7 separate regions of the Mus musculus genome follow, and all the other regions are linked to region 3. Evidence: chromatin contacts called from public Hi-C, HiChIP or PLAC-seq and capture Hi-C data. All regions are on one chromosome and are shown on one strand. The core of a region is the stretch at or near the end of the contact, and the rest is flanking DNA. Distances in the headings are between cores, read along the strand shown.

What was found. Hi-C and Micro-C count contacts between places; a contact is called where the count stands out from the background. HiChIP or PLAC-seq counts read pairs in DNA pulled down with a chosen protein or histone mark. Capture Hi-C pulls out chosen DNA fragments and counts their contacts.
Region 1: a contact with region 3 is called in an H3K27ac HiChIP or PLAC-seq map of microglia, with 6 times the contacts expected there. The contact joins the promoter of Lif here to the promoter of Mtmr3 in region 3. A contact is called at or near these places in 7 of 39 promoter capture datasets (the 3T3-L1 cell line, HPC-7-derived erythroid cells, the SN4741 cell line and 4 more), 2 of 15 datasets of contacts at CTCF or cohesin (CD8 T cells and large pre-B cells), 10 of 484 Hi-C or Micro-C datasets (CD8 T cells, the G1E-ER4 cell line, LSK cells and 4 more), 11 of 115 datasets of contacts at active chromatin or transcription factors (the 230-238 cell line, the HPC-7 cell line, bone marrow-derived macrophages and 7 more) and 2 of 9 other capture datasets (adipose tissue and liver).
Region 2: a contact with region 3 is called in an H3K4me3 HiChIP or PLAC-seq map of bone marrow-derived macrophages, with 2.2 times the contacts expected there. The contact joins the enhancer-like site here to the promoter of Mtmr3 in region 3. A contact is called at or near these places in 6 of 39 promoter capture datasets (the 3T3-L1 cell line, cranial neural crest, hippocampal neurons and 3 more), 6 of 484 Hi-C or Micro-C datasets (B cells, CD8 T cells, the N1E-115 cell line and 1 more), 4 of 115 datasets of contacts at active chromatin or transcription factors (bone marrow-derived macrophages, embryonic stem cells, memory CD8 T cells and 1 more) and 4 of 9 other capture datasets (adipose tissue, embryonic stem cells, liver and 1 more).
Region 4: a contact with region 3 is called in a FOXA1 HiChIP or PLAC-seq map of pancreatic cancer cells. The contact joins the promoter of Rasl10a here to the promoter of Mtmr3 in region 3. A contact is called at or near these places in 2 of 39 promoter capture datasets (hematopoietic stem and progenitor cells and liver) and 1 of 115 datasets of contacts at active chromatin or transcription factors (pancreatic cancer cells).
Region 5: a capture Hi-C map of macrophages shows a contact between it and region 3, with 4 times the contacts expected there. The contact joins the promoter of Rnf215 here to the promoter of Mtmr3 in region 3. A contact is called at or near these places in 13 of 39 promoter capture datasets (the 3T3-L1 cell line, the C10 cell line, HPC-7-derived erythroid cells and 9 more), 1 of 15 datasets of contacts at CTCF or cohesin (large pre-B cells), 2 of 484 Hi-C or Micro-C datasets (embryonic stem cells and regulatory T cells), 1 of 115 datasets of contacts at active chromatin or transcription factors (stem cell-derived neural progenitor cells) and 2 of 9 other capture datasets (embryonic stem cells and macrophages).
Region 6: a contact with region 3 is called in a Hi-C map of LSK cells, with 2.3 times the contacts expected there. The contact joins the promoter of Osm here to the promoter of Mtmr3 in region 3. A contact is called at or near these places in 10 of 39 promoter capture datasets (the HPC-7 cell line, the SN4741 cell line, embryonic stem cells and 7 more), 1 of 484 Hi-C or Micro-C datasets (LSK cells), 7 of 115 datasets of contacts at active chromatin or transcription factors (the 230-238 cell line, the SCID.adh cell line, bone marrow-derived macrophages and 3 more) and 3 of 9 other capture datasets (adipose tissue, embryonic stem cells and liver).
Region 7: a Hi-C map of regulatory T cells shows a contact between it and region 3, with 6 times the contacts expected there. The contact joins the promoter of Thoc5 here to the promoter of Mtmr3 in region 3. A contact is called at or near these places in 5 of 39 promoter capture datasets (the 3T3-L1 cell line, cranial neural crest, maxillary cranial neural crest and 2 more), 1 of 15 datasets of contacts at CTCF or cohesin (the NIH/3T3 cell line), 1 of 484 Hi-C or Micro-C datasets (regulatory T cells), 5 of 115 datasets of contacts at active chromatin or transcription factors (the 230-238 cell line, embryonic stem cells, memory CD8 T cells and 1 more) and 2 of 9 other capture datasets (adipose tissue and pancreatic islet).

The regions. Positions count from the first base shown.
Region 1 is chr11:4,256,153-4,258,852 of GRCm38.p6, reverse strand. Lif (leukemia inhibitory factor) reads right to left here and starts at 1,285. Exons shown (of 4, transcript NM_008501.2): 1 at 1,165-1,285.
Region 2 is chr11:4,202,563-4,205,399 of GRCm38.p6, reverse strand. All of the region lies in intron 1 of Tbc1d10a (TBC1 domain family, member 10a), which reads right to left. Among named protein-coding and RNA genes, the nearest start is that of Castor1, 14 kb to the left of the region's middle. Within about 2 kb of position 1,564, at least 100 of the 459 cell types and tissues checked have an H3K27ac peak or open chromatin away from gene starts, as enhancers often do. A contact at or near this core is called in CD8 T cells, adipose tissue, bone marrow-derived macrophages and 3 more, where this site is marked.
Region 3 is chr11:4,593,533-4,596,247 of GRCm38.p6, reverse strand. Mtmr3 (myotubularin related protein 3) reads left to right here and starts at 1,458. Exons shown (of 19, transcript NM_001373897.1): 1 at 1,458-1,645.
Region 4 is chr11:5,056,547-5,059,450 of GRCm38.p6, reverse strand. It overlaps Rasl10a (RAS-like, family 10, member A), which reads right to left and starts at 1,323. Exons shown (of 3, transcript NM_145216.4): 1 at 927-1,323; 2 at 1-18. The coding sequence starts at 1,145. It also overlaps a transcript of Gas2l1 not described here.
Region 5 is chr11:4,133,721-4,136,457 of GRCm38.p6, reverse strand. Rnf215 (ring finger protein 215) reads right to left here and starts at 1,298. Exons shown (of 9, transcript NM_027859.3): 1 at 895-1,298; 2 at 501-644. The coding sequence starts at 1,185.
Region 6 is chr11:4,235,371-4,238,070 of GRCm38.p6, reverse strand. Osm (oncostatin M) reads right to left here and starts at 1,286. Exons shown (of 3, transcript NM_001013365.2): 1 at 1,158-1,286. The coding sequence starts at 1,188.
Region 7 is chr11:4,894,014-4,896,713 of GRCm38.p6, reverse strand. Thoc5 (THO complex 5) reads right to left here and starts at 1,371. Exons shown (of 20, transcript NM_172438.3): 1 at 1,336-1,371. Nipsnap1 (nipsnap homolog 1) reads right to left here. Exons shown (of 10, transcript NM_008698.3): 10 at 2,513-2,700.

The DNA.
Region 1 (2,700 bases), core at 36-2,535, 340 kb after region 3:
GGCAGAGGCCATTCACCAACACAAGGGAAGAAGGCTCCTCTTGGGGGCTTCCAGAGCTTTGTCCTAATATCTGCAAGGTGTAGCCCAAAAGACTGGCCACAAGGAGGTGCCAGAACCACATTCAGTGGTCAATGGGGCACAGCCTTGCCATGGCTCTGGGGGAGGGGGCAGTGGCCTTTTCCTGGTCCTGCTACCTGCTCCCACCTTGTCCTGACAGTTCTTCCAGGTGGGGATCAGACTGTCAACTTCGCAGGGGGCCACGGTGACCCAGAGAAGGAAAATGAACTGCCCAAATTCACACAGCAAGAGGCAAGAATCAAAGCAAACTAAACCACTTGGTTGTACAGACTAGTCCCAGGCTCCCCTTACTGTCCTGTCCCGGCATGGCATGACATGGACAGGATCCTGGGAACAATGTCCCCTCCTTTTGTCAGCCCCCTAGCAGGTTTGGAGGAACACTGACAAATTAGAGGTAAGAGCCTCTTGGAATTTTGGATGCCAAGCACCCAACGCAGGGGGCTCTTGCACAGACTTGGTTTTTGTTTTTCTCTCTTTGTCACTGTCCTGGAGCTCGGATGCGGGGGGGACGAAGACCGGCCAAGCTCCGATCTGGCCCAAGGTCAAAGGCAGAGGAGTAATGACCTTGGCTGATCAAGTTCCCCAGAGCACCCATGATGGTCCCCGTGGACTGCTGCAGCCCATTTTGAATGGACAGGGACGGCCCTCCACTGCTCCATCTACCGGAGGGTAAATGAGGCCTCTGCAAGCTCAGAACTCTAGAAAAAGAAAAGGGATTTGAGTCCCCTGGGGATGCAGAAATCATGACTGCCTTTAGAATCAGGCTGACCCTACCACGATGGCACAATGCAAGCCTGGAATCCATGTGCTCTCTCCACTGCCCTTTACCCATCCTGTGAACTTTAACCCACGGGACACTTCCACAGCTGGTCTCTCCAGCTTTGCTTGGCCATCCTCCAAGAGAGACTTCCAAGCCTGACTTACAATGCATCCATTACAGACAGGGAGAGCGAATGCTGGAGGGTTGTGTGGGCCAGCAGGTGCCCCTGATCCACAGGGGAGCAACTGATGGACCATCTACCCTCCTGGGGATAAGTGTGGGGTGCAGCAGTGCCCCTCCGCCCTGCCCCCTCAAGGGAATCCTACCGTGGTCTCGCAGCCCTCCACAGTCTGCACAGTTGTCCAGTCTTCAGGGTGACACCATCGTTGTTGGGCCCCTCTGCTTCCCTCTCCTCCTGAGGCTCCTCTGGCGTTGGCTCCTCACCCTGCCCCCCACCTGACTTCCGTCTGAAGTTGGTGGCCTGAGGCTCCCCCCACTTCCACCCCACCCCCAAGCTGAGGACCAGAGAGGTAGAGCACCCACACCACAGATGGAGCCTGACACGGTGGTGGGAAAGGTGTTGTTAGAAGGAGAAGCAGGGCTGGGTGTGGGGAGGGGGCGTCCCTGTACTTGATGCCCCTGGGCTGCGTGGCAAAGCCACTATGGCCTGAGTCACAGCTGACTGGGCCGCGCCTAGCCTGTCTGGGTGACCCAAGCCAGCATAAGGCAATGACTGGGCAGCTCTCCTCATGACCAGCTGGGGTCAACCTTAGGTGTTTTGACTCAGACCTGCCACAGGCTGTGTGCACAGCTACCATCCTCTGTCTCTGTCCCAAGAGCCACAGGCCTATAGCTGCCCCTGTCCCAGCCCCCACCTCATAACCCGGGGAGCTACCTGGCCCTTCTGATCTGCAATCAGCCCCAGGCTTCAGGGCCCCACCTGCTGTGGGACCTTCGTCCCTCCCTGGACAAGCCCTGCCCTTGGGAATACTCCGGGAAGCAAGGAACTTTGTTGCCTGTGCTGCTGAGGGCCTCTTGATTCTCTGTGGACTGTGACCTTTTTCTTGGTGCTACAAGGAGTTCTGTAGACTGCCTGGGCAGGCTTGCCATGGACGGCCAGAAGATGGTTGGGGACAGGGACTAAGAGAGGAGAGATACAGAAAAGAAAAAAGAAAAAAAAGCAATCAAGAAGGGATTAAGGAAGGGACTGAGAGAAGGAGAGAGGGAGGAAGGGAGGAAGGGAGGGAGGGAGGGAAGGGAAAGGGGGGAGGAGAGTAAAGTATAAAGAGAGGGAGAGAAGGAGGGACTGTTGACAGTTTTCAAACCTGCCTAGAGCAATATTAGTCCTACACTTTTCCCAGGAAACCCTGTTTTAGGGAAGTGGGCTCCAACAACACACAGTGCAGAGGCAAAACTGAGGCTTGGCCTATGAGTAAGATAAGGGCAGAGGTCACAATCTTTTCACCTGTAAGGTCTTCGTCTCTCACTGAAGAGAAAAATAATCACGCTAAAGTTGGGATGAAGGGGTGGAGTGCAGAAATGTCTTGGTGAACAGTACTCCCCTTTAACCTCTGTAGGGCCCAGGACACCAGGACCAGGTGAAACACTGCACACATAAAGTCATTTTAAAACTGGGGCTGGGCGGTGGCGCACACCTTTAATCCCAGCACTCAGGAAGCAGAGGCAGGTAGGTGGATCTCTGTGTTCAAGGCCAGCCTGGTCTACAGAGTGAGTTCCAGGACAGCCAGAGGAGAAACTCTGTCTCAGAAAACAGTAATAACAACAACAACAACCTGGGACAGCGGTTAGCAGATGGCTCTGTGGGTAAAGTGCTTGATATGCAAGCCTAACCCCCTGAGCTT
Region 2 (2,837 bases), core at 315-2,814, 390 kb after region 3:
GAAAGCTGGATGAAAAACTAGTCAAGCAAATACATAAATAACATGCTTGCCCCTTCACCTGAGCCAAGCTGGTTACTCAGACTTTCCCCAATTACACCCTTGCTATTCCCCATCACCCAACCTCCACGCATGCCAAACCCTTGGCTGGAATGCTCCCTGAGTGTCTTCACGTGCTAAAGTCATACAGACACTTCAAAGTCCCTTCAAATGCCACCTTCTAACTGAGCAGCTGTGTCACTTCTAAACAGGCTAAGAAGACTTGTCCCCAGGCCCCTTGTGGAATTGACATTTGATGGGTACTGATCAGTCCAGGCAGATCAGCACCAAAGAAGGCAGAGGTGAGCTGGGAAGGGACCCTGTCTTAAGTAGAAAGCAGAATCACCTCGCTCCTCCGTGAGGCTTCTGAAGGGGATAAGCCCTGAGGATGCCCGCATTCACACAACTCTCAAAGGCAGAGAAGAAAAGGAGACCAACATGCAGGCGTTCTACAGATGCCTTCTCATCCAGCCTACAGAGTGATGGCAAAGCGGACAACCATACAACACAAACTGTGCATGCACAACTCTCTCACATACAGTTTCCTCAGATGCACTTTAAACTATTAGGTTATCAAAACCTTACATTTGTCTATTGCTTTGTTGTGCTTTTGTGAAGTTTTTTGTTTGTTTGTTTGTTTCTTCAAGTTAGACAGTACATGGTGTAATGAGAGGTGGCTCAGTGGTAGTGTACTTGCCTAAATTGCCAGGCACTCTCATCAATTCTCAACACCACCAGAAAAAAAGAAGGAAAAGTAGTATTTTATAAACTGGACATAATGTCAGCTCTCTGGAGGTAGAGGCAGGAGTTTAAGGCTAGCTGGGAAAGATGACATCCTAAATAAATAAACGGCTGGAAAGATGGCTCAGTGGTTAAAAGCACCAGTTGCTCTTCTAGAGGCTCCCCAGGGTTCAGTTCCCAGCACCCACAGGGCAGCTCATAACTGTGTAGGTCCAGGGGGTCAGACGCCCTCACACAGACACACATGCAGGTAAAATACCAATGCATGCAAAATAAAAACAAGTAAATCATTACAAAAATTTAAAGTACTTGACAGTATTAAGAAAAGATTGGTGTGAGGGGAGAGGGAGCAAGATGTAAAGTGAATAAACAAATAACTTAAAAGAAAGAAAGAAAGGAAGAACTAACGAACAAAAGGAAGGATTGACATGACAGAGTCTGAGAAACAGGCTCAGAGAGGTTAAATACTCAGGGAGAGAATCCTGCTCAGAGTCAAACAGAAAATCAGTAAAGAACCTGGAACTCAATTCTAAGCCAGATCCTCTATAGCCTAAAGATGAGATTCAGCCCAATATGCCTTTCCAGACAGGGACACGGGGTGGGAGGCACTTGAGGCAGTTCCAGGGAGCTCTTGGGAACAGGACATGGTAGAGCTGGGCCTGGCCCAGGGTTGGAGTTTCTGATTCTCTCTGCCGGAAGGAAACATGTTGCTGTGACTTTTACTGGTTGCAAGAACAGAGGGAGGGGCCCTGGCAGAGCTGAGGCCTCCAGGACACAAAGAGGCAAGTCCTCTGGTTCAGTGCACTTTATCTGGGGAACTGAGCCTGAACTCAGCCTTGGAACAGGACAGCTGAGAAGGAGCTTGCCTAGGATAATAAACTGGGCCCCTCAACAAGGACACAAGTCACTGTGCTCCAAGCTGCTATCTCTCACCATCGAGAGGCAGAACCAAGACACAAAGACACTTTCTTTCTTTCTCTCTTTGATATAAAAAAAAAGCAGTGCTGAAGCCTTGAGGTCAAGTACATTACCAAAGGATATACGTGTTCAGGCAACCCCCGAATACCCAAGAAGCAGAAACCAAAGGACACTACACCCCCAGACATGATGACATTTATATCAAAAACAGTATCCGAGTATGCAACAAGTGAGGGATGAGCCTTCTGGTTAACTAAACAGAGGGTAGGGCGCTCGCAAGAGGCAACAGGAAGTTTTAGTAGTCATGAAGGTGATAACATCTGATTGAGCCCTCTTCGTAGATAACAAAACTAAGGCTCAGTCAAGATGAACCTTACAACTGAAATTGCTAGTTGCCAAAGACTCCACACATGATTAAATCCGGCCTGTATGACACCTCAACCCTGGGGTCTAGTTTTGTTGGTAAAATATGACTGTGGGCCTCAGAGATACCTATTCGTTCAAGTGCAATCAGAGAGGAACATGCTGAGAGTTCTTTCAACCGACGTCAGCTGATAGCTTTGGCAGTTTCAAAGCCCCAGTATCAAGCATCAAACCAGAATTCAAATAGGGTAGAAAACAAAAGGTCATGTTCCTAGATTCTAAGTCAGCGCTGGTTCTAGGCTTTACCAACTATGAGGCAGGATCTCAGAAAGCCAACAACTGATACTGCTCTCAATGTGTATATTAATCAGAAGATATGGTTTATCTTATTATTTTTATTTTTATTTTTGGGTTTTCGAGACAGGTTTTCTCTGTATAGCCCTGGCTGTCCTGGAACTCACTCTGTAGATAAAGCTGGCCTCGAAATGTTTTAAATTTAAAACCTTAAACTGGGAAATTTTTGAGGAAATACACTCATTTAAATGGCTTCTCTTCCAACAGGAGAATGTAATCTGGATATTGGCGGGGCAGAAATAGACACAGCCCCTAGACACGGAATGTCCATTTTTTAAAACTCAAAAGGTTAAATAAAGGCTCCCTCAGTAGACTCAGTAAGGACCTGTTCTGGGTGAAGGAAGTCTTTCTACAACAAGGAAGTGTTGTGGGAACTAGAGAGCTAGCTCAGCAGTTTAGAGCACTGGTTGCTCTTCTAGAAAAAA
Region 3 (2,715 bases), core at 209-2,708:
GGATTATAAATGAAAGTGTATAGTTTACTGCTATCACTACCAAAAGATTTTTTTTTTTGACCCAAGAGGTGCAATCATTGTACTTCCAATTTAGCCTGTGCTTTTCTAGTGAAGGTGAAAACGGAGACACAATCAGCTGCATTGAAGAGGAGGAAGACAGGTCCTTGGAGGGCGGTGGGAAGTCTTTGCTAACTGATCTGTGATGTAGTGCCTTCCTTGACCTTCCTTGAGATTCTGTGATGTGGTGGGTAGCCCAGAGAGTAATAGGACAGTTTGTGTTGTTATCTGGGCCTGGGTTTGAAGTTTAAGTTAAATTCAACTTATTCTGGGTTTTACTTTTTTTTTGTTTGTAAAATAAAGATAGGCCTGACCATTTATGAAGATTCAACTAGATAAATATAAACACTTGCTCTTCCATAATTAGGAGATTTGTCTGGCTATTGTGTTGTGCAATTTTAGGTTCTGGAGACATAATGACAAATAAGACAGCATCCTTTTTTTCTAATTATTCTTAAACTCCAGTGGGGGCAGAGAGGCAATAATGTTGAATACAAAGAAACAAATAATGGGGGGGGGGAGATAAACAATTTAACAAATACAGGGATAAATTTCATTTACTTGTCTTCTGATAAAAAATCAAGGTCATGTTAAAATTCATCTAAGGAAGTGAAATATCTTTGAGGATTTGTTAGGACCTAAGCCAGTAGATCTCAACCTTTAAACGCTGTGACTTTAATATAGTTCCTCACGTATGCTGACTCCCAACTTACTTTCCTCGCTAATTTATAACTGTAATTTTCTACTACCATGAATCATAATGTAAATATCTGAGGTTCAGGATATTTGAGACCCCGAGGACTGCTGACCTAAAATAAGGTATTACAGTGTTAGACTATGGGGCTCTTCTGGAGGCCAGTCAAAGTAGGGATTCTTTTCCCCCTTGCTTTTCTTTGAGCACTGAGGTTTTTTTTATTAGGAGCTGGCGTTGAGGCAGTTTGAACTTGTATTCTGGGCATAACTTATAGCACACTATATTTACATGCACGGTATTAAGTTAGTTTTATATTGACTATACTTGCTGGGGATATAATATCACTACTGTTCTTAGTTTTAATAGAAAGTAGAGTAAGCTGAAGTGCTGTCTTGGTCCATTAAGTTGGAAAAGAAGCCTGAAAAATCTTTCTAAACCTTGTTTTTCTTTTTCTTAATTCGTAACGGTTTATTTATTCACTTCTCATTTTTCTTTTCTTCCTCCTGACGCTTCTCTGCAGCCACAGTCTGGTGACTTGCAGCCCCGCCCACATCCTGGGGCGTGACCAACGAGCCAGGCCCCGCCCTCGCCCATCCCGTGACGGCCAGTCTTCCCCCCCGCCCCCCATCCCACAGCGGACAGCGCGCCGGAGCGTGCGCGCGCGCCCCCGCTCTCAGCTCCGATCGGTCTCGGGAGCGCGCTCTGTGTGGCCGCTGCCGCCATGTTGTTGTGGTTGTGAGAAGGCGGCGGCGGCAGCGGCGGCGGCGGCGGCGGAGCAGCCGGCGGAGACGCTCCAGCGGCCCAGGCGCTGGCCCCCGCCGACCCTGGCTGGCAGCCTCCTGGGGTGGCGGAGGAGGCCCTGCGGTGGCGGGCCTCGCCATGTCCTGCCGCCTGGTAAGAAGCCCACCCTCCGGCTCTGGTGGCGAGGAGGTGCTGGAGGAGGGGCGGACCTGGGCCGAGTGCGGCGGCTGTCACCGGCCGGGGAGGCGGCGGCGGGCCGAGGGCTGGGTTGGCCGCGGCCTCCCGGGGCAAGCTCTCAGAATGGAGCACCGAGGCCCGGTCGGGCGAGTCGGGGGAGGCGGGGTCGCCGAGCTCGGCGGCCATCCTGAACCTGGCGGTGGGTAACACTCGGAGTGTTGGGAGCTGCGGCTGGGGCGCCCTGGAAAACGCTCCCGGGCCTCCGGGAGGTGAGCGTGTGGCCCGAGGCCCTGGTCGAGACCGTGGGAGTCCTTAGTGGCGAGAGGCCGGAGGTCGTGCTGTTGGAAACCACGGGCGAGCTGTGCGGGCCTCAGCCTAACTGCAGCAGGGCATCCTCCTGACCTGGTAGTGCTTGAAGGGGAACGAAGGTCCAGGGGTGGTTGGAGGAGCTCGGGGAACACTGCTCAAGTAGCTCTGCAAAAGATCAGTATTATTTCTTGGGTTGAAATTGTACTGGATGTATTGCATTTCATGACCCAAGATGGTATTGTTGGGGCCAGAAAACTTATTTCAAAAATTGGAAGTAGAGTTTGCACACTCTGTTAGGCCACCAGGAGTCAGATCATCTCACTTGTGAGTTTTACACACAGGTTTCTGTTAGATATTAATGTTCAGTCATTGTCAGAATGAAGTTTACGTTTTTATTCTTCTTACTATCTTGACATCCACTTGGCTTTTTGACATTTAGGGTCTTTTTTTTTTTTTTTTTTGTATTAAAAGTGCATGTGTTCTTGTAGTGGAGGCTCAGCCTCGTTCCTCTTGTGAACAGTGAGCCGTCAGAAGTTACGATTGAATGGTAGATGGTTCTGTATCAAAATGATCTTGTTTGTGGGGATGTGAAGGAGGCCTTCTTTGAGATTCTGCAATGTTTCTGTGTTTTTTACTTGGAAACCAAATAACATGCGTTGATGGCCAGTGAAAGACTTCTTTTCCATGCTTGACTGAGTAGAAGAGTTTACAGAATGACACCGTTGTGGGTAAACACT
Region 4 (2,904 bases), core at 74-2,573, 460 kb before region 3:
TTTAGGGTCCGGCCACTCCTAGAGGGTAGAGGCTGGGGTTTACTCCAATTCAACCTCACTCCCCGTCACCTCCCAGCAATACTCCGGATGGGACGCGCCCTCCCACAGGCCAGACTTCCCAGCCGTGCTTGGATCTTGTCAGTCCTTAGCCCTCCTACTTCCTGGGCCACCCGTCAACCTACTATGCTCCTACTGCCTCAGAGCCTGGGATCTGCCGTCCACCGGCTGACAGATGGTAACTGACTGTCCTGGTGCAGCTGTACAGGTGAAGCCTCTGGCTTGTCTCTTGCTGCTCTTTCCCCCTTGCAATATTCTTACAGCTTCTTTCACCAAAACTTCATTTAGCCTCCCAGGTGCTGCTCAAATGCCAGCTTTGAAATGAATGCAGCGCCAAAGACTGGGAGTCTGAGGGTGCGGTGGCCCCCTCTAGAAAGGGTACTCCTGTGTCTGGTCCAGTCTGTCACAGCGGCGCGGCTCAGCTCAAGCTGTGCCACACACTGACCCAGACACCAGCCTAGGCAGGCAAAGAAGACAAGAAACAGCCACAGAGCCGGGCGTGGTGGCGCACGCCTTTAATCCCAGCACTTGAGAGGCAGAGGCAGGTGGATTTCTGAGTTCAAGGCCAGCCTGGTCTACAGAGAGAATTCCAGGACAGCCAGCACTGCACAGAGAAACCCTGTCTCGAAAAAAACAAAAACAAAAACAAAAGAGAGAGAGAGAGAGAGAGAGAGAGAGAGAGAGAGAGAGAGAGAGAGAGAGAGAGAGAGAGAGGAAACAGCCACAGGGCACCTACAGGTTAGCGCAGGAAGCTCGTATGCAAACTACCTAGACACACACACTTCAATCCCAGAACGGGCTCGGGCGCCCTGGATCAGTACACATGGGCACCAAGTGTACACACACCCCTGGCCCCCTCGAACCGCTACCTCAAGACTTCTGGGGCTTGAGCCGGGTCCAGCGACGTCACCATCGCGGATACTCAGGTCGTAGACCGCGCCGTCGAGCAGCACCGCGGGTCGGTAGAGGCAGGGACTGTCCGTGGGTCGGTGGCGCTCAGGATAGTCACCAAACAAGAATTGGCGGATGATGGCGGTCTTACCCACTCCCGGAGCACCCAGAACAGCCACCCGCAGGCTGCCGCCCATGGCTGGCCCGCGCTCCCGCGCCTGGCACCGGGGAGCTTCATGAGCCCGTTCTGCGCCTTGCTTGCCCGGCCCGGGATACCCGCATCGCGTCGCCTACAGCACCTCAGCCACAAGAGGCCAGGCCTGAGGATCGAGCGGGCGGACGCACCCGCAGCTCCGCAGGAAGAGTGCACCCGGTGCGGTGCAGACCCGCCCCCACCTTCAGCTCCGTCCCCTTCTCGCTCCGGCGCCGGGAGCCGCCGCCCCAGTCGGCCGCGCGGGCGAGCAAGCGAGCGGGGCCTCCCGGAGGCGGCGATGAGGTAACTGTCCGCCCCGCCCCTCCCGGGGAGGGTCGCGGCCCAGTGACTGCCAGGCGGGTCGCCTTGTTAAAGCCTGGTTCCCCAGGTGGCAGTCAGCTTCCCTCAACCGTTTCAAAACCGAAGCCGCTGGGCGCCACCTCCCTGTTCCTCCAACACCGCTGGCTGCAACCTGGCTGTTGACCAAGCCCAGGCTCTTAGAATCAGGCCACTTGGGGTCAGACCCAGTCCTGGTTGAATGACCTTGGGCCAATCGTCGCATTGGACTTTTTGTCTGCATCCCGGTTGTCCACCAAAGGCCGATGGCTTCAAAGCTTCCTCCTGTTTTGTGAGACCCTGGGCACCAACTCCTTTTCTGGGCTCTCCCCTGCATCATCTTCGAACCGCAGCCTCAACCTGGGTACTCGTGGTTTAAGGAGGAGGGAACTGAGACCCTGGAGAGGTATCTCAAAGTGAGAAGGACACTGGGACTCCGTCCCGGGCCTGCGGGCCACTTTTCATTACACCTACAAGGACAAACGACTAGAAGAACACTGTTTCAAAGGACCAGCCCAGAGGGGGTGGGGAGTGGAGACAGAAGGGTTTGAGCCCAGCACAGAAGTCTGCTCAGCAACTCAGCCCCCAGTCACTGCCCCAACAGGTTGGAGGCGAAGAAACAGATCCACGGGTCTGTCCCAGAGTCTGTCCCAGGGGTGCACCATGCCCTCTTCCCTGGACAAGTTCGGAAGCTCCTCTGAGGGTTCGGAAAGTCTGGGTTTGCCCAACCTCCGTCCGGCCCTCCAGTCTCCACACACTGGAGGAGTTCCCAGGCCTCTGCCCTCCACCCAGGTACTGTGAAATGCAGGCACCCGGCATTGAACAAGACTCACTCATTCAACGAATGCTTCAAGTCTAACAGGTGGCCAGAATGCTGAAATGGAGCCAAAAGGAAAAAGAACTGTCTCCTCTCCCTTAGGAGAGAAGGCTCTAGAAATACTTAGATCCAGGCCTCTAAAGGCATTGATAATATGTCTACCTGGCCAGGAATTAAGTGGAAGGAAGGGCAGGAGAAACTAGCCCGTCAAGGGGGAAGGAGGCACACCCTCCCGCGGGGAACAGGTGACAGCAGCTGGAAGGTATTCCTTAACACTAATGTCTAGTCCTCTTCCCCAGGTAGACTTAGGGCCTGGTCTGATTTCACCACCCCCACCCCCACCTCTCTTCCCCCTTTCAGCCACTAGGGATATTCTAGGTCTTTAAATTCAGAGTAGCGACAGCTGGCTTTCCCCCCTCCCCCCTCTTGCTGAGATTCCCCTAGAATGACTTCTGTTCCATTTACAGGTTTCCAGGCTTCTGGGGTTTGTGAGCTGCTTTTCGCTTCCAGAAACAGAAAGGAGTGGATAAACTCAGCCCCTTCCTCTCCTCACACAGCAGGACAAGGCAGACACCGCCTGGCTGGTCTCGCTGGGGCTGCCTGTGCCTAG
Region 5 (2,737 bases), core at 49-2,548, 460 kb after region 3:
TGAAGTCAAGCCAAAGCTAAGGGATGGTTTTGGAGGCCGAAGAGATAATGACAGCCAAAGGCAACACACGATGGTTGTGGACTAAGGCAATATTTAGTTATGGAACATAGATCACAACATTTTATAGATGCTAACTTTCCTACACCATAGTTACATAAAGAATATTCTTGATTTTAAGAAATTTGTACATTATCATGTGTGTGAGAAACTTATGCTCCTTTCATTCTGTAGGATCCAAAATTCTTTTCATTGGCCCTAGTCCTAGCAAAGCAGCTCTCCACCCTTGCCAGCTCCTATCACCAGAGCAGGTCCACTTTCCCCAGCAAGTCTCTCCACCTCCTCCCCATCACACTGCTTTGATGCTCCATACTGGTGTTTGCTGACCCACTCGGGCCCAGGGCTTCTCTGGAAAGGCTCCTCATAGGCCACCTGTTAGCCTGGCTCTAGCAGATGTTTCGAATGCATTTTCTTTCTCCCCTTCCCTCAAACACCCTTTGCACCTGCTGGACCAGAGCCTTGGGATATGCCTTCTGGCTACTGCCTTGATTCTCTTGGTGGAACTGGGCGACCTGCTCTTTGCCCACATATGCCACTGCAATCCAGCCATCTACGGGTATCTCTTGCTCAGCATCCACGACATCCATCTGTGTAACGAGGAGCCATGAAAAGAAGGAGGCAAGGGGAATAGAAGAGGCAGCCCGGGTCTGCCACAAAGCACGCAAGGTCAGGGTACGGGTACGGGAATGAGTGTGGAAGGGGCATGTGGCTGTCAGGTTTGCCAACTCCTGAAGGCTGGGAAGTAGTAGCATTCTGGGCTGTCAAGGGCTAGCTTCTGGATGAAGACAGCGGGGTCTATCCGAGGGTCATGGCAAGTTTAGGCGGGGCTGAGCTCACCAGCAGCAGGCGGCCACCCAGCAGAGGTTCCGGACCGTCTTCCGGACCGATTCTGACGCCCTCCAAAACCAAGGCGTCCTGCCGCGGCAGTTTCACATCCACTCGCACTGAGCGGGCTCCGCCCCGTCCCTCCCCGGTCGCCGGCTCGCTGCCGTCCGCCGCCGCTCCCGGGCCCATCAGGCCCAGCCACAAAGGCAGCAGAGGCAGCAGTAGCAGCAGCGGCGACGGCGGCGATGGGGGAGGGGGCGGCAACGAAGGCGACCTCAGCGCGGGGCGATCGGCAGAGCCCATGATCCGACCGGAGAGGTGGCGAGGCCGTAGTCTAAGGTCCCGGGGACCGGGAGAACAGAGTGAGCCAGGCCGCGCCGGACAGGGCGGGGCTCGGCACCGGGAGGGGCGGGGCCGCAGCCGGAGGGGGCGGTGCGGGGAGGGGGGGGCTGAGTTGGTGCTTGACAGCGAGAGCGCCTCCTGGTGGCTCCTGAGAAACCTAATGTAGGAGGCCTGAGGAGCTGCGATGGAGCAAATACCTTAGAGCCTTGGAGAGCTCACCAAGTTGTCTGTCAGTGGAGATAGGTGCGGTTGTCTCAGGATTGGAGAAATGTAGGGGCGAGGGAGGTATAAGGGTCTGGGCTGATTGACCTACGGTGTTGTCAAGGCTATGTCTCATCCTCCTCTGGGTCAGTGTTCTTTCATGGGATCAGCGAGCAGGCTGCAGAGAATCACAGAAAGCAGATGGGGAGACTGAGGCCATGGTTTTAAAGGAGCAGGGAGGAGGGCTGGGCACACGAAGCTGTACAAACCAGGCAGAGCCATAGTGGCACGGAGCACTGGGCTGTCCTCGCCTGTAAAATGGACTTGATCTAAACCTGCACTGCCTTGCTTCTAACATGATCGCCAGTGCTTACTGGAATGAGAAGGTTCCGCTTTTGTCCGAAAATTTGTCCTTCAGCCCAGAGGTTTGTGGTTGCTGGTAGCTGGCTCAATCTGAAACCTGAGCCTTTTACAAATTGTACCCTGATAAAAGGGCAAAGAGCTAATGAGCTGCAACACCCCCTCCCACTTTGTAATAAAATATTAAAATCTACAGAAAATAGAAACCTGGTTAGCCACCAGGATGCAATGACTAAAATATTCCCAGAAGGAGACAGAGATGTAGAGAAGAAGCTCGGCTGGCCTGCAAACAGGGAATTGACATAAAATCAGTCAGCACATATGTAAAATTGGTTGTCAGAGGAGGTATTGCACTTGGGGACCTGGGAGGAGGTGCTATGGCTTGCTCTTTGCTAAATCACAACAAAGTTAGGTACCACCGGGAAAAGACGTGAAATTGGACCCCTACTGCACCGTGCATAAGGAAAACCATGTGAATTAAAGACTCAAATACAACTTTAACATTTTAATAGAGAACACGATTTTGATGATTTCAAGTGCTTGAGAGCTGTTTGTTTGTTTTTTTGGTCTTGTTTTTTTTGTTTGTTTGTTTTTGTTTTTGTTTTTTTGTTTTTTCAAGACAGAGTTTCTCTGTGTAGCCCTGGCTGTCCTGGAGCTCACTTTGTAGACCAGGCTGACCTCCGACTCAGAAATTTTCCTGCCTCTGCCCCCCAAGTGCTGGGATTAAAGGTGTGCGCCACCACACCCGGCTTGTTTGTTTTTAATGACAGAAAAACTACATTATGATGGGCATGCCTGTAATCCCAGCACTTGGGAGGGTAAAGCAGGAGTTTGAGACCAGCCTATTATACAGTGAGACCCTCTTTAAAAAAAAAAAAAGATGTTAAATGACGTGTGTAGCAACTGGAGAGATGGATCAGTAATTAGAGCACTGGCTGCTCTTTCAGAAGAT
Region 6 (2,700 bases), core at 37-2,536, 360 kb after region 3:
ATTCCCTGTAGGCAGAATAGAGTTGACCAGGGGTCTGTCCTGAGGTGCAGCCCCAGGGCAGCAGGTCACCTAAGCTCTTTTCACAGAGCCAGAAAAAGCACCTCTCCACTCACTGGGCCAGCCAGTGCTGACGGCCATTCTGCTGAAAGGTGAGCAAGATGCGAGAGGAAAGCCTGTCCAGGTCACCCATGCTCAGCACTCGCCCTGCCCTTCCTGCCACCGACACACGAACCCCTAACACACGCACACACCAGGACTGCTGGGAGCCCAGGAGAAGGTTGTAGGGGTGAGGGCAGATGATCATAGTTCCAGCTCGCAGGCCCCCACCCTCACAGGCACCGGCAGCCACGTGGTCGGAAGGGGCCTGTGGTGCAATGGCCCGGAAGGCTACGACACCATCCTTCCCTTCCTACAAACCAACCAGCCCCACCCCACCCCACCCCCTCGCCCCTGGGGAGGGCCTGTAGCCCAGGCGTGCCAACCACAAGTCCCCTCCCCATCTTCCCCCGTGTCTGCAGCTACACTGCCAGTGAGGGTCCACAGCGAGCTTGTAACAGGTGCACATGGACCAGTGCCTGTGGGGGTGTGCCCGTAGACCTAGGTGAGGCACTGCAGTACCTGCCCCGGTCACCGGGGGTTCTGGTCTGCAGGTGAGACTTCCTACCTTACTGAGAGGGAGGACCTGTTCCCACATAGATGGCTCTGCTTGCCTGTCCCCGTGTGGGTGTGGCTGTATGAGTGGCGGGATGATCTAAGGACCTCTGGCTTGGCTGACTTTGCATCTGCCCCAGACCCCGAGAATTGAATCAGAGCAAGAAGTGAGCCCCTTGCTCCATTTCCGCGCAGATCTGGAACTTCCTTCTCTGCTCATCCCCTACCTGCCTTGGGCTTCTCCAGACTCTTCTCACTCTTTCTCCTCTTCCCTCATGCCCTGGTCCCCGGCATGGTCTCTCTCACGCCTCCCTCTGGAATACCTTCCAGAAATACTACGTTTCCACCTGTGGCTATGCTGGGGTCTCAGTGGATCCCTGCCCTACTAGTTCTCCCTCTCGTCCACATCCTTCACTTGATCTACAGCTCCCAAGGGCAGAGGGTGCCTACAGCAGCCAGTTGGCCCAGCTGCGCCCTGGGATGGTAGAAAGGAAGGAAGTACTTACTGAGCAGTGTTCTTAGAAGCCGTGTCTGCATACTGGGTCCTGGTACTCTGGCCCGTGCCTCTCAGGGGTGACACAGCTTGGCTGGGTGTCCTGCAGGCTGGCAGCCACTTTATGCCCGACGGGGCGATTGGCCAACATCTCGTGAGGTGGGTGGGGAGGGGGAGGGGGAAGGGCAGGCCTTCTGGGAACATGACCCCAAAAACCAAAGTCTCCCCAGGCGGCCAATGGGCGCCATGCGCCATGACATGCCCGCTCCTCCTCCCGTTTTCTTCGAATTCGTTCTTCGAGGTCAGCCCCACGCCCAAGGATGATGTAAACCGCAGCCTCAGCCTTCTTGGGGTGAGCGGGCAGCACGGGGGTCCGTATCATCTTCAGGGATCAGTCCAGGGGTCAGAGCACGACTTGCAAGGGAGGCCACCCCTGGTCCAGAAACTACCAACCTCCTAGGACACGAAGGTTTAGGGCTAAAGGGAGCCAGACATCTTCCTTGTTGAGTGCCCTTCCCACCCTCTCGCTTGGGCTGTCGGGACATCTGTGAGCGGAAACCACCAGGCTCTGGGCACAGAGCCAGACTTGGGCCCCAAAGATTGTGCCTCTAATCCCAGGTCAGCATCTTCTAGCCCAACTCATTTCCATTGTCTCTATTAACTGTCCTCGCCCAGCCTTCCCAATCCCAGATCCTCTCTCTGTAGACAGGGTCCTTTAGGACCCTTGGAGCAAGAGAAATTAGAGAACGGGTTCAAAGCTTGTGACACGCTGTGTCGCTGTGTTGTCTGAGGCAAGTCACTCAGCTACTTTGAGCCCCACCTGAGAAAGCGAGAGAGAAAAGCACTCCTTGGTTCACCCCTCAAGGTCACTGCCAACATGGACATAAAAGGCAAAAAAGCCTTTGAAGAAAAAAGAAAAGACTAGGCTTGAATTCCAAGTACTGGTTTTCAGGGGATGGGATGGAGGGGGCGGGGGAGACCGGGAAGCTGTGAGCTCAGAGGGGAAGCTGGAGGGAGGGGTGGGGGAGCTGCGACAGTTGGACACAAGGTTTCACTTTCTCTGAAAGATAGCGATCCATCATGGGTGGGTCTTCTGCTTCTCCGCACTGAGGGACTGAGGCCCAGGCTGAGCCAGATCCACAGGCCATGCTTGGAAGCCACAGCACATCTGCCAAGCTAGAATGAGCATCCTTAGGCTGTACCTGCTGTTGGCCCTCATATATTCATTCAACAACCCCCCCACTCCCTATCCAGGAGGCGACTGTGCCCCCATCCACATATTCTCTGCACCTAGCAGAGTGTCCCCCTTGTTAGCAACTCCCCAGTACAGTCTAGACTAGATCCTTCTGAAGTCTTCATTTCCTCCTACTGAATTTCTTACCTCTGCCCACTCCAGGGTGCTGTTCCCTAGGGCCCTGGTCAGGGATCCTTCTGCATTTCATATCCGTGATGTCATCCTGGGACAGTCCCTATACCCCTACACTCAAGCTCTCACTGTGATAAGGAGACAGAGGGAAGCTCCAAGCAGCCCCAGATCTAGCCGGAGAGTGTTATGT
Region 7 (2,700 bases), core at 122-2,621, 300 kb before region 3:
GCTCACAACTGACTGTAACTACAAGATCTAACACCTCACACGGACACGCACGCAGGCAAAACACCGATGTACATAAAATAAAAATAATTTAAAAAGAAATGGATTCTCTCTCAGAATCTTAGACAAGGAAACCAAGACAGAATTTATTAATAAATGTTTTCATCATACTATGTATACTATGCAGTTATATCAATATCATAAGACAAGTGGAAGCCATTTCCTATTTATGGCATGCAGACCAGACCCAAGTTTTCTTCTACCAAAGTAACTATAGGTTTAAAAAGTGACTGTGAAGTTGGGAATATTACTCAGCTGGTAGAGTGCTGGCCTAGCATACTCAAACGCCTGTGTTTGATCTCCTGGACTGCATAAAACTGTGTGGCGGGACATGCCTGCAATGAGAACAGGTCAGACTGAGAGCTGGCTGACGAGATGTTCCAGATCAGCTTTTGCTATATAATGTGTTCAAAAGTCAGTTTGGGCTACATAATAAAATCTCGTCTCCAAGAAAAAAGGGGGGAGGGGCGGATGGGCTGTGAGACAGGATAGTGGTAAATATCAGGAATCACAGAGCTTGAGTGACTGAGGCAGAGGGATCTTTACCAATGTGAAGCCAACCTGGACTACAGAAGCTGCCAGACAGACAGGACTATAGTGACTGCATTTAAAATCTTCATTAAAACGGAGCAGGTGGCACCTCTTCTTACTGCCCGAGCCCTTTGCAGTATAACTTAAGAAAAAAAATTCTTGTTTTCCTTTTCTTAGAAATTAAGATAAGCAAAATATTTAATGAAGCAAATACACTAAGTCCAGCCAGCTAGCTAGGAAATAGAGCGGACAACATAAAGAAAAGCCAAGCCAAGCTTCTTTGCCCTTGTAACGTCCGCACTTCGCGCTCTCAGCCTTTCTGCTCCAGCAATAAAAGCTCTTTTCTGCGACTCCTTGGAGTCTGGTGCGGCGCGACGATGGTAACGCCTCTCTCAGAGGACCGCAGGAGGCTGCCGGTGACAGGTAAACGAGTGGCGGACTCATCTGACAAAACCCACAAGGGTGGCACGGAAAACCCGGGAAAGCCAACCGCCACCCAGGAGCGTTTGCCACACGCCCAAGAGGACCATCGACGAGGGTCACCACCAGCAGCAGCACTCTCGGGAGACTACAATGGGGACAGAGGATGCTGCTCCGGTTAGTTCCTAGAAAACCGCCACGAGCCTGGGGGACCCCGACAGGTGAGGACCCCAGCCCGCGGACACGCTCCGTGCCGTCTGCACATCAAGCCCGGATCGCCCAGCGAGGACCTGCAGCCCCAGCCAGCAGCCCTCTACCCTCGCTCACCAGAATGCTCCTCACGCCTTCCAGCCGGGTAGCCACTTCCGGCTCGCGACCATAGAGAAGCGGAAGAAGAGAGCCACAGGCCGGAAGTGAGACACGAAGGCCAGATGCAGCTTGGGAAGCAAGGAAGGGGCGAGTCTAGTTCTATTAAGTTGGGAAACTGGGGCGATAATGTCCAAGTCTGTGCTTCGTGCCCCTTCACCGGAGTGTGAATTAGTGGGCCCTCCGCCGACTCACTCGAGTGAGTTTGTGGTATCTCAAGAAAGCACAAGTGTCGCTGTGCTATCATTTGAACAGGAGTGGATTTTGTCTTCTGACTTTGTTCAGGGCCTCACTACATAGCACACTTGCGGGTCTTGAACGCTATATAGATCAGGCTGGTCACTACGATCCGCCTGCATTGGACTCGCTGGACTTAGGCAGGTGTCACCATGCCTGACTCTTCTTTAAATTTTTGTTTTGTTTTTTTTAGATTTATTTATTTATTATATGTAAGTACATTGTAGCTGTCTTCAGACACTCCAGAAGAGGGAGTCAGATCTCTTTACGGATGGTTGTGAGCCACCATGTGGTTGCTGGGATTTGAACTCTGGACCTTCAGAAGAGCAGTCGGGTGCTCTTACCCACTGAGCCATCTCACCAGCCCTTGTTTTTGTTTTTTGAGACAGGGTTTCTCCGTATAGCCCTGGCTGTCCTGGAACTCACTTTGTAGACCAGGCTGGCCTCCAACTCAGAAATCTGCCTGCCTCTGCCTCCCAAGTGATGGGATTAAAGGCGTGTGCCACCACCGCCCCCCCCCCCCACTCTAACTTCTTGATACTATCGGAGTCACTACACCCAGAAAGGAACTGAGGCAGGGGCATAATCCTATATTACACCTGCTTCCTGCTTCACTGTTTTGTTTTGTTTTGATTTTTTATTTTCCCCCAAGACTCTAGTGCAGTACCTGTAAGCTTCAGATGTTTCCTATGCCTGGCATTTCTGGAGTAAATTCTGGTTGTCTGCAAACATGAACATTGAATACCTTGTGGCGCCGAAACAGCTCCTTTTCTTGCTCTGGGACGAAGATGAAGACGGTCTCCCTAAGAGATCAAAGCCAGTGTAACCCTCAGCCAACTGGAAGCTGCCCTGCCTTAGACAACTACTGAGATTCCTTGTAGATGAAGACAACACCACAACGTACAGTAAATATTTAATTTGGTTCCATCAACATTCTCCTGGATGGTAGCACAACCATGCTAAGCAGGGGTTCATGAGGTACCGGGGTCATTGAAGAGACCCCAGAATCACAACCTACTCCACAGACCTAGTGTTTCTGCAAAATGAGGGTTTGGGGGACAATGTCAAGAAGGGAAAGAAAGAATTTGA